Regions from separate parts of the Gossypium hirsutum genome. Here all the other regions are linked to region 2. The links are chromatin contacts, called in public Hi-C maps. All regions are on one chromosome and are shown on one strand. Each heading gives the region's core, a stretch centred on a gene start, on an enhancer-like site or on the middle of the called end of the contact. The rest is flanking DNA. Distances are from core to core; before and after follow the strand shown.

What was found. A called contact is a pair of places that touch in the nucleus more often than the background predicts.
Region 1: a Hi-C map of leaf shows a contact between it and region 2, with 3 times the contacts expected there. The contact joins the promoter of LOC121213885 here to the promoter of LOC107940632 in region 2. A contact is called at or near these places in 5 of 34 Hi-C or Micro-C datasets (callus and leaf).
Region 3: a Hi-C map of leaf shows a contact between it and region 2, with 4 times the contacts expected there. The contact joins the promoter of LOC107944708 here to the promoter of LOC107940632 in region 2. A contact is called at or near these places in 4 of 34 Hi-C or Micro-C datasets (callus and leaf).

Annotation. Positions count from the first base shown.
Region 1 is chrD01:17,178,320-17,181,962 of Gossypium_hirsutum_v2.1, reverse strand. LOC121213885 reads right to left here and starts at 1,648. Exons shown (of 3, transcript XM_041087223.1): 1 at 1,230-1,648; 2 at 446-725; 3 at 1-344. The coding sequence starts at 1,298. It overlaps LOC121213884 (proline-rich receptor-like protein kinase PERK15), which reads left to right. Exons shown (of 9, transcript XM_041087220.1): 9 at 1-1,360.
Region 2 is chrD01:17,315,094-17,319,220 of Gossypium_hirsutum_v2.1, reverse strand. It overlaps LOC107940632 (pathogenesis-related thaumatin-like protein 3.5), which reads left to right and starts at 1,558. Exons shown (of 3, transcript XM_016874064.2): 1 at 1,558-1,767; 2 at 1,877-2,570; 3 at 2,946-3,447. The coding sequence starts at 1,665. The coding sequence ends at 3,021. It overlaps LOC107940633 (UPF0307 protein ECA0281), which reads left to right. Exons shown (of 7, transcript XM_041087230.1): 5 at 1-59; 6 at 161-271; 7 at 1,009-1,429. The coding sequence ends at 1,179.
Region 3 is chrD01:17,533,825-17,537,550 of Gossypium_hirsutum_v2.1, reverse strand. It overlaps LOC107944708 (endoglucanase 10), which reads right to left and starts at 1,746. Exons shown (of 6, transcript XM_041087233.1): 1 at 1,433-1,746. The coding sequence starts at 1,649. LOC107944707 (a long non-coding RNA gene) reads left to right here. Exons shown (of 2, transcript XR_005909402.1): 1 at 1-3; 2 at 87-356.

The sequences.
Region 1 (3,643 bases), core at 399-2,898, 140 kb after region 2:
ATCAGGTCTTTTGGCCGCGGGTTTCCCTAGCTGCTTTTTAGTTAGAAGCCAGTCTTCATCACCACCATCATTCAGCTCAGCTTCGAGAAGAGGTGGCATCCAATCCTCAATCAAGGTTTTATACTGCAGTGCAGCCTCCAGCAATGTTCCAGAAGAAGAGGAGCCTTGCTCCTTCCTTCTATCATCATGCCGCAGTTTCTGTTCAGGCACAGAAGCGACGGTACAACTTGGCTCTTGAATTGAATCTGTCCTACCAGAACTAGAGCAGGCTGGTTCTTCGCTGCTGATTGATGCATCAGATGCCCGGGGCTTTTTCAAGGAAAATCTAATCTTTATAATGTTTCCTATACATGTACACAACATACAATCAATATCTACATCCCTCCAAGAAACTACAGCAATAGGCAAATTTAGCCCATCTAATACAATAAAGAACACAACTCACCATCAACCCTGCATTCATTATAGGAAGCAGTTTCCCTTTTCCTCTTGTGACTGTTTTGGCTGCCATCAGATATATAGCAAACTGGCGGCTCATGTTCTTCAGTAAGATCACTTCTCTCCAATTGGTCATCTTTATATGCATCTAGAACATCATCAAGCTTCTTAAGTTTCTTGATGGCACCTTGAGTTTTATCCTTCTCTTTCCTTTCCTTCTTTTTCTCCTTCTCCCTCTTCTTATGTAATTTCTGTTCTGTTTTTGGCAAAACCTTTTCTCCCTGGAGCTTTATTGCACAACACAATATGAAATTTAGACAGGCGGGAATGGAAGACCAAAAGATCACGATTGCTTCCAAAAAATTAAAGTTTGGCGGGGAGGGGGTAATTTCACATTGGTTTAGGGTTCTATCAAGATCAATCAGACTATGAATACAAACACCCAGTTCCCACTCCTCTAAACAGACACGAATTACCAAGCTTTTCATTCATTTACATAATCAAACCAAAATCAAGTCCAAAACTTTAAAAAGGAACCCAGAAGTTCTTTTAAAAAACCCCAAACCCAAAAAGGTTCATTCATATATTTGAATAACTACCATAGTTCTCTGCACAGATCCTCGTTGTTCATAATTACAAAGCTATATTATCAACAGTAATTAAAGCGGTTCATTTCATGTTTAAGTTGTTACAAACTCTACAAATATACAAATATATAATCATAATCAAGTATCACAAACGCATGCAGTTGAGCAACGAAAGTGAAAACCAAATACTTTTGCCCAACGAACCTTAATCGATTCGACCAATCCCTGTCTTAAATACCCCGCCGGACGTTGATAAGGAAAACACCGCGACATTATCGGCTATTTTCTTTTCGAAATCCCAAAAACTTCCTCAAGAAACCAAAGAATCAGTAAAGCCAAGATCGCTCAGTATCCGTAGAACTTATAGATCTAGAAGCTTTTTTAATATCTTCCTCTTCAAGAAGGCAAAACGCGTAATCTAGGCGGCTACAGCTAGGATTTCTCAGATATCTGGAAATAAAGAGGACGAGCTAGGGTATATATAGCGTGAGAAAAGTTGGGGAACGACCGACTTTATAATGTCGGCTCTTCGAAGTTTCACTTTTCTTACCGATAATGCCCTCCACTTGTTGCCATTTATTAAAAGGTCTCTTGGGCTTTTTGGTAACTTCGGCTTCAGTTCCGTATACAGTACTGTATTTGGGCTTTTTATTTAACTGCAATTTAACACTTCCGAAATAGTTTTGGTGGGTGAGGACTGAGAAATTTCCTTCTGATTCATGGACGTAGCAAATTCCACGCGGCCAACATCAGTGGAAGCTGGAATAAAATTATATAATAAATGAGGTTTTGGATAAATGTTAAAAATTGTATAAAATCATAAACGTTTAAATAAAGAAAATAAATCTCTAGGTTAAATCTGTAATGTTAATGTTGTTGCTTTGAATTGAAATCATGTTGTTTAATATTTTGGAATGAAACAAATTATTAATTAAAAACAAAGATGCATTTCAATACGATAAATGATTTTAATGCGATTAAAATAGGGGTTTTGTAAAATATTTGATTAAATAAGTATTAAGTACATATACAAGTTGCGTCCGAATGGAGCACTTAAGTAAGCGTCATTTATTTATATTGCATAGAATGACAAGGGTGAGCGAAAATAAGATATGAGAAAATTCTCTGTTGATTTTATATATTTTTATTTGATAATTTTATAACATGTTATCAGCATGTTTTGCTCAATAATCGTTCTTCTTGTTGAAGGTAGAACTTTGTCGAATAAACAACTATAAAGTAAAATACATGTTTCTTGTAAATACGTAAAATTGATATATTATTCCTTGTCCTTAATCTACATGTTTTCATTATTTATGGTTGATTAATTAAATGTTGTTATTCTTTCTTTCTTTTTTATGTATCATAAATATAATTGAAATACATGCTTGATAATTACTCTTTTATGTCTTAATTTCATGGAACATGCATATCATTAATATGATATTAACAAGGTTAGTAATTAAAGCATTATATACTATTAGAATAATTAATCAAATATTTACTAATAGAATGCAAGTAACCTAAAAACTTTTATACCATTATATAATGAATTCATTACATTTGTATCTTCTAATGAATAATAAAAGTTTATTTATGGAATCTTATACAAATAAATATATATCTACTACTTTCGATTTTTTTATTGATTCATTTTATAACCTAATTTTATATTAGACACTATTATGTCGAACCTTATAAAATTTGAATTTGAGGCCCTTGAAATATTAGGTAAGGATTATTTGTCATGAGTGTTCAATGTCGAAGTTCACTTAGAAACTAAAAGGTCTTGGGAATACAATTATGCAAGATCTCGACGCATTTAAACAAGATAAAGCCCAAGCTATGATTTTCCTCTGTCATCATTTTCATGAAGGATTGAAAACAAAATATTTTACTAAAAAAGTTCCACTTGAATTGTGGAATGGTCTAAAAGAAAGATACAACAATCAGAAAACGATAATTCTACCAAAACTCGTTATAATTAGATGCACTTGAAATTGCAAGATTATAAAATAGTGAGTGTAAAATAAGTTGTTGACTAAAATCATGTGGAGAAAAAATAATTGATGGGAACTTATTGGAGAAAACTTTCTCAACTTTTCATGCATCTAATGTGCTCCTACAACAATAATATTGTGGAAAGGGTTTTAAGAAATACTCTAAATTAATCTCATTCCTTTTGGCGGTTGAGCAAAATAATAAGATATTAATGAAAAATCATGAAAGTCTTCCTATTGATTATGACCCATTCCCAGAAGTGAATGCATCAATACATAATAATAATAATAATAATAATAATAATAATAATAATAATAATAATAGAAATGAAAGAAATCATGGTCGCAGTTGTAGTCGTGGTCATGGATGTGGTTGAGGGCTCTATAATTATTGTTATCATGGTGGCAACAATTATCATAACCACCAAAAGAAAAATAAAAGAGAAAAAAATAAAAAGATGATGGTCCAAGTAATCCTTCGAAAGGTATTGAAAATTTGTGCCACTTATGAGGTATGAGTGGGCATTGGTTACATATCTATCGTACACCTAAACATCTTATAAAGCTTTATCAAGCCTCCATAAAAAACAAAAGATATAATATTAAAACAAATTTGGC
Region 2 (4,127 bases), core at 309-2,808:
TCATTGAAGAAGAAGATGAAGAAGAAGAAGATGATGATGACGATCAATTTGAATATAGTGTAATTCAAGTTTTGATTTGAAGACTTATTGTAGGCTTAAACTGATTACACTTACATGTATATTCTCTTACTATATGTGCTATTTTTTTTACATGCAGCAGTCACAGGAGTTTGTTAACACTGCAAATAGATGGTTTGATGGGTTGATCAGCAAGGACATTGAAATTACTAATGAAGTATTTTCAGTTAGCAGTGTCGATTTTGACCGTCAGGTAAGCAAACCAAGTAAACTGTTTCTCATTTGTTTCGAAATATCTTTGAATCAAGAATGTGCTAAACCGGAATTTTAAAGCAAATTGAGAACCTTGCTTTGATCAATATGTACCATTGGAGGCAGGAGGCTAGTTAGGCAAGCAAATTCATCTAAATTCTTCACCTTCAAATTGCTTCACTGTCCTGCATGAACAATTTAAATGTTGCATCGCTCAAAAGTCAAATTGTTGTTTATTTTTTATTTGCTTTTATGTTATTTTGGATAAGTAACAGACTTTATTTATCCAAGAAGCTGTTAAACTGCTACTGGTACGCAGTCCTCTAGATACACAACTTAGAGCATCTCAACTGACTTGAACGTAGAGGGATTTAAACCCCAGGCATTAGAAAGATGATTGAATATGTTGCAGTGCTCATTAGACCAGCATGCAAGCCATAAGCATACTGCATCATTGATAGTTTATAGAGAAGTACCACTGCCATTGTTGCCAGTTCTGAGCCTAATTTGATTCATATTCCGTGCTATCCTACCACTTCCCTTGTTGCCAATTCTGAGCCAAATCTGATAGGAAATTTCAAGCTATCCAAGGAATAATTGAAATAAGAGCCTTTCCTTTGAGCATGGCAACGGCTGAGTGCAGCTTGTCATCCCAAGCTGCTGCTGCTCTGTTTGTCCTGCAAAGTTGCTCGATATCTTGCTGTATTGATTTTTAATCGAGTTGTGTTGCTTTGACAGGAATTGCGTAAACTTGTTCGAAGAGTGCAAACGAGTCAAGAACAAAGCCAAAATGTTAGTGAAGAAGAGAAGGCAAAAATAGAAGCAGCAGTAAGGAGTGCCAGAAAGTCCCTCACCCGTTTTCTTCGTACTCTCGCCAAGCAATTGACTACAGAAGAGAGTTTTGATTAATATGATCTGTAATATCATTATTTTGTACCGTAGTTAAGTTCATTTTCTTATGCATTTTATATTGCATACGATTAAAGTCGTAGAAATTGCAAAATCATAGAGGCCATCAAGCATGTTCTGCTGACCAACCAATACGGTGAAAAGAACAGTTATGCATTATTGATGTCAGTATTTTTTTTTTCTTTGGGTGTCCATCTCTTGCAGTGTCGAAAAGAACACTTAATTTGTTGTAGAGCCTTCTATTTCTAAACCACTATTTTTGTATTTATTCACAAAATTTTACATGTAAATATCAAGTTGGAGGAAATAAAATTAAAATCTCAACCAAACTCAGCAGCTCATCTCAAAATCCGGTAGAGTACACAGTAGCAACTTACTTTTTAGTTTGGTCCACAATCATTGACGTTTGTTTCCGAAAGCTTAATAACCACAAATATCTATATATATCTCCATTGAAGAATGTCACAATTTCTAAACAAGGAAGAATGTTGAAATTTGCCTATCCCCCCAACTTCATCCTCTTCATGGCTCAAATTACATTTCTTGCTGCTGTTTGTGCTCTTCTTCTATCACATTCCTTTATATCAGGTAATTTCATTTCGGGAACATTGAATGATGTTTCATCAGTTTTTTTAGTTAACTATCAGATTTTGGTTTCACTTTTTTTTTTTACTGGTTTTCATTACACTGTGAACAGGAGTGCAAGGAACAAGCTTTACCATAGTAAACAAATGCAATTACGTGGTATGGCCTGGAGTTCTCTCAAACGCGGGCGTTTCCACAATTTCCACCACAGGTTTCACTCTCCGAAGAGGTGAATCCAAAACCATTAGCGCCCCGGCATCATGGGGAGGTCGTTTTTGGGGAAGGACCCATTGCTCCCTAGATTCCGCCGGTAAATTCTCATGTTTGACGGGCGATTGTGCTTCCGGGAAGCTAGAATGTTCAGGGAACGGCGCTGCTCCGCCTGCCACTTTGGCTGAATTTACCTTGGACGGTGCCGGGGGTCTTGATTTTTTCGATGTGAGTTTGGTTGACGGTTACAACGTCCCTATGCTGGTGGTTCCCCAGGGCGGCACAGGGCAAAACTGTACCTACACTGGCTGCGTGGTGGATCTAAATGACTCGTGTCCTTCAGAGCTGAAGGTGATGAAGAGAGAGGGCGGAGATGGGGTGGCATGCAAGAGTGCTTGCGAGGCCTTCCGCCAGCCTCAGTACTGTTGCAGCGGTGCGTATGGGACACCGGACACTTGCAAGGCGTCATCGTACTCGGAGGTGTTTAAGAGAGCTTGCCCACGCGCCTACAGCTATGCGTATGATGATAAAAGCAGCACATTTACATGTGCCAAAGCTGATTACACCATTACTTTCTGCCCTTCGCCGAACACCAGGTAAAATCTTTTAATCCCTCCGAAAATTGAAACTTGTGTTAAAGCCTTAATAGAGTGAACTTTTCACGTGGCTCTGGGAAAACCAATAACTTGCCATCATCTTTTAAGTTATGTCGGCTTTTGGCGCATTTTCTCATAGAGATAGCAACTCCCCATTTTTTTCTCTTCCAACTTGTTCTTTCAAATCCGATCTTATTTTAAATTTCAACCCTTATTGAGTTTGTTTGTTTTGTCTTTACTCTAAATATCTAATTAAATAGTTAAAAGTGTTATAATAAAGTTCTAATTAAAAAATATATAAAATCAGAAGAGAGGTATTTTGGCAATTTTCTAGTACATCAATCCGATTCTGATACAAAGAATCTATTATTGTAGTTTCGTGTCTCAAGTGAAGGTCGGGGGAAAGATGTTACGTTGCATTAATTTTGGGTGGGGGTTTTTTAACGGTTAGTTTTCTGGTATGTAAAATGGCAGCCAGAAATCATCATCAGAAGGGCAGAACACGGAAACACCATCAACAACGACTCTAATCAACGGCACAATGGTATACGAAGGTGCATTGGACGAAAGTGCAGCATCACCCTCCATTTTCCCCCACGTGTTCGGATCACACGCAATTGCTGTAACCTTCACCATCACAATCGCCATTTCTTGCTCATGCCAACGACTCTTTTAACTTCATTTCTCTAGGATAGGGACCATTATATTATAGGAGGGGATGGGATTCATTTCATTGTAGGTTTTCATTACATTATGTATACTTCCAGAGGAAAATTATTACTTTTATTTCTTGATATTTTATGCATTGTAGTCAACAAGGGGTACTTACCGTTGCCCTTTTAAACTGGTTCTCACTCCAAATCTCATTTTGTTTTTATCCCTTCAACTTGTATTTTTTATATCGGTTTATATTTGAGATTCGTGGTTGTCCCTCTCAATTACAGGTGTTCAAGTTTCGGTTAAAATTGAATTAATTGACCGAATCGATCTAATTTGGTTAATCAGTCGGTTAACCTGTCTAGTTCAGTCGGAGGTTGGTTAAATTTTTTTTTGAAATTTCGGTTAATGGTTAATTCAATTTAAAATCGGATAATTAACCGAACTTAATAAATAATATTATATATATTATATATTAGGCTATTATTAATTTGATTAATTCGGTCAAATGAACATTATTAATTTATTTTTTTTGATATGTTTTATACTTGTTTTTTTAAAAAATAGAACATATAAATTTTAGTTCGGTTAATTATTTTTAAAAATTCAATTTGATTAACAATTAAATAATTAAAAAATTTGATTGATTTGATTAATATTAGCCTGTTCGGTTAACTGTTTAAACACCTCAGTCTCAATAGGATTCCAACATATGTTGTCAAACAAAGAGAAGAGAATGGGTAGTAAAGTGGTTAATAGTTTTTTTCTTTTTTAAAAATCAAAGTAGAGTGGTTAATAGTTGTTTGATGTGATCGGGGCAGCTGTTTATTGGATCTCCTATTCGACTTGATCTGATATTCCAACCAACAAATTTGATTATTAGTAAACCTAATTTTCTTT
Region 3 (3,726 bases), core at 497-2,996, 220 kb before region 2:
AAGGTAATAAATAAAACAATGCCGGAATGTGTGTTGTTGTGTTCCAAATCACAATTGCTGAATTTTTTATCTTTTTTTATGAACAGCAAAAGATCAGCACCATGACCGTAGACGAGTACTTTGAGAAACATCCAGAGCTTAAAAAGAAATTCGATGATGAGATCCGGAATGACTACTGGGGCTATTGACATCTTTGTGAATTTAATGGCCAAGCTTTTGGTCTCGACTAGAATTTCTGAACTGTTTCTGTTGTTTTAACCCCTTTTTCTCTTGTGCGGTGATCTGGGTTGGAAAGATTAGGCTGTAATGATAAGAAAATAATTGTGTGAGAAAAATTTATCCAATCATTTGAGAAACAAGGTGGATCTTGTAAGACATGCATTCTATTTAGCAGGCATCCGCAGTCATACTTTTATGGCAAAATTTTTACTGTCTGCCCTCTTCATTCCATTTTGTTTTATGTTTATTATTTGAATATTATCTAGATACAATTGAATTTGGACACCTATTTATCTTGATCCATTCTATATGTATTTTTTAATAAGTGGTTATTTATATTATTAGTATTTTGAAATTTTAAATTTTATAAATTAATATAAAAAAAGGTTTTTACATCAAGAATGAATTTATTGATTCAAGTGCATCTAGACAATCATTTATCCAAATTCATCGGGACGTGCTTTTTAGTTCTTTTTAATATTAATTATTTTAAATTGTATAAATTCATATAAGAAAATTTATTATCAAGAATTTTATGAAATTATATATTATTATTAAATTATATGTAATAATAATTATTTTAAATTATACAAATTCATGTAAGATAATTTATTAGTTATAATTATTTTAAATTTTATTAAATCATATATTTTAATTAAAATATATTTAATATTAATTATTTCAAATTATCTTTTATGGTATCATATATTATGATTTGAGTAAATTCATATAAGAATATTAATTATTAAGAATTTTATTAAATTATATATTTTAATTATAATATATTTAATAATAATTATGTTTAAATATGATTAAAATATTTATCATTGATAATAATAATCTTATTAAAATTTAAATAACAATAACAATAATCATTTACCAAAACAAATTTATGCTAAGGGTATTCTAGTCATTTTAGTTTTTTTCCACTATGCTATTACACCTCTATTCCATTCAACCAAACACAAGATTACTATTACGCCTCTATTCCATTACATTCAACCAAACAGTTGATTTGCTATTACACCTCTAATCCAATACACCTCTAATCCAATACACTTCTAATCCAATACACCTCTAATCCAATACAGCGAACCAAACACACCCTTAAAGTGTGTCCTTAAAGGAAACAAAATTTCAACTAGGTAATACATAAACAGAGTAAAAGGAAAAAAGAAACTATAAAGAGTGAAAGAGGGTAAAGAAAGGGTACATTTTTGGACGTCAAAGAATTGCATAGCGATTTCGAGAGCATAAGCATACTTGTGGTCGATAGCACCTGGAGGACCGGGAACGGGAGTGGGCTTATTGTCATTTCCATGATCTAATTTTTTCTTGATTATATAAACGACAGCTCCCACAACCAGAGCCAATATTACTAGAACCAGAAACCACCCAAAAAATCCTCTGGACTTTGATTCTTTCCCCATTTTCTTTTTGTGTGAGACAAAATCTTCAACTTAAGATGTTAGATCAAAACAGGCGCGTGTGGTTTTACTGAGAAAAGAATCTGCAGAGGTGAATGTGGTTTAGGAAACAGGGTTGATTAGTTAAAGAGAAGTAGTTAATTAACGGGTGCCGTAACAAGCAGAGATGAGTCAAATTTGTTTAGTTGGTGACTTCTTGCAGGACAAGGGCACCGACACCGACACCGACACTCAGGTTTCGACTTTCAAGCAGGATAATTATATGTTTATGCTTTTTTAACTGTTAAAGTGTTGTGTAAGCACTTCTCACGGTCTAACACTTGGTTATTTTCCCCTCCTTTGCCAGAGTCCTGATTCAATATACTAACGAAGATGTTCTGGGTAGGTGGGGCGACATTCGCGCTCAAAGGAACTAAAATCTCATTTTCGGCGTTCAAAGTTGAATAAGGCTCGAGACTTGGAGGATTTATTATCAGCCGTTGACTTCTTGAGCACCAATGTCAAATAACCATCCCCTTTTTAACGCCATATAAACTTTTCAAATTAATATACATTTCTTCAAAAACATATATACATCATGTAATAAAAAATAGAAACAAAATCATCAAAATCTACTTATAAAATTTTATAAAAATTGTACTAATACCTCAAAATTTATTTATAACACAATAAAAAATTAATAGTAAACTATAGAATTAATCATTTAACTATTAGCGTGTTAGCGTGTGACTGTTTTGGTCACTTAACTATGAAAATTTTCTATTCTAGTCACTTACGTTTTAGATCATTTCTATTTTGGTCACTCTTCGCTAAATAGTTAACAGAAGTAATGATGTGGCATCTTCTAATTGTTGTAATAACATATTTAATTATCAATACTTATACATTCTATCAATCTGATCCTAATTCTAAATAATTCAATGAATTCAACATTCCACATTTTCAAATTCTATTAACACATATAAATTATATATTATAAAAAAGTACACAATATAATATTATTTTTATATATTTATATAAATAATATTATATGTGTTTATATTTAATTATAATTATAAGGCTCAAATATGCATTTAGCCCCTCGAACTTGATATCTTCTCTCAAGTTGGTACTTATGATTTCTTTTTCCCAAGTTGGTACCTGAATTTTCATTCTATCAAATGTTTGGATACTTTTTTGTAATGAGGTTAAATATAGGACATATGGCATCCTTAGGTTGTGGCACGTGGCATCGATGATGCCATAAACTTTTAATAAAAAATTTAAAAATTTAAAATAAAAAATATAAAAATATATAATTTTTAAAGTATTAAATAAAATATAAAATATAAAAATATATGTATCTAAAAATTAAAAGTATTACAAAAGTTTAAAAAAAATCTAAAATTCAAGTAAGAAAAATCAAAAGCCTAGAAAATTTACATATTTTTCTAAATAAATTATAAAAAAATTAGATAAAGATAAATTTTACACGATTATTCAAGTTCACTAGAATGCAAAAGATGATTACTTGAAAAAGGCTGATAGAAAGCTTTTTTGTTTTTTTGTTTAATTTGTTAGGTTTCATAAGAAAAATTGGATTATGAATGAAATTTATAACAGTCACAAATTTATTGAGTTTTGGGGTTGTGAGTTTTTGAGGTTATGAAAATCACAAATTTACATATAAATTTATCAAGATTTAATTATATGCATTTGAAGTTGAAATTGATTATACAAAAGGCGATAGAATTACTTTCATCAAGTGATTAAATTAAAGTTTTGCCAAAAATGAATTATAAGAGCGCACGACACATGAAAAAGGCTAGCGTTCACAAACCTAATTTTCATATGCCAAAATATAAATTAAATTCAAAAAACAAAAGGTGGTTAGTGTTCTGTCATCTTCTGGGCCAAAGGGGAAAGGATCTCTTGGGCCGCAGATCCTTTCCGTCTCTACTGTCTTTGTCCCTTTACCTTACGTTATTCTTTCACGACTTAAAAATATATTATATATATATAAGGTCAGAAGTGTTTAATTGGTTAACTGAACTGAATTATTATTAATTAAATTAATTAAATTTTTAATTTTTTAATCGTT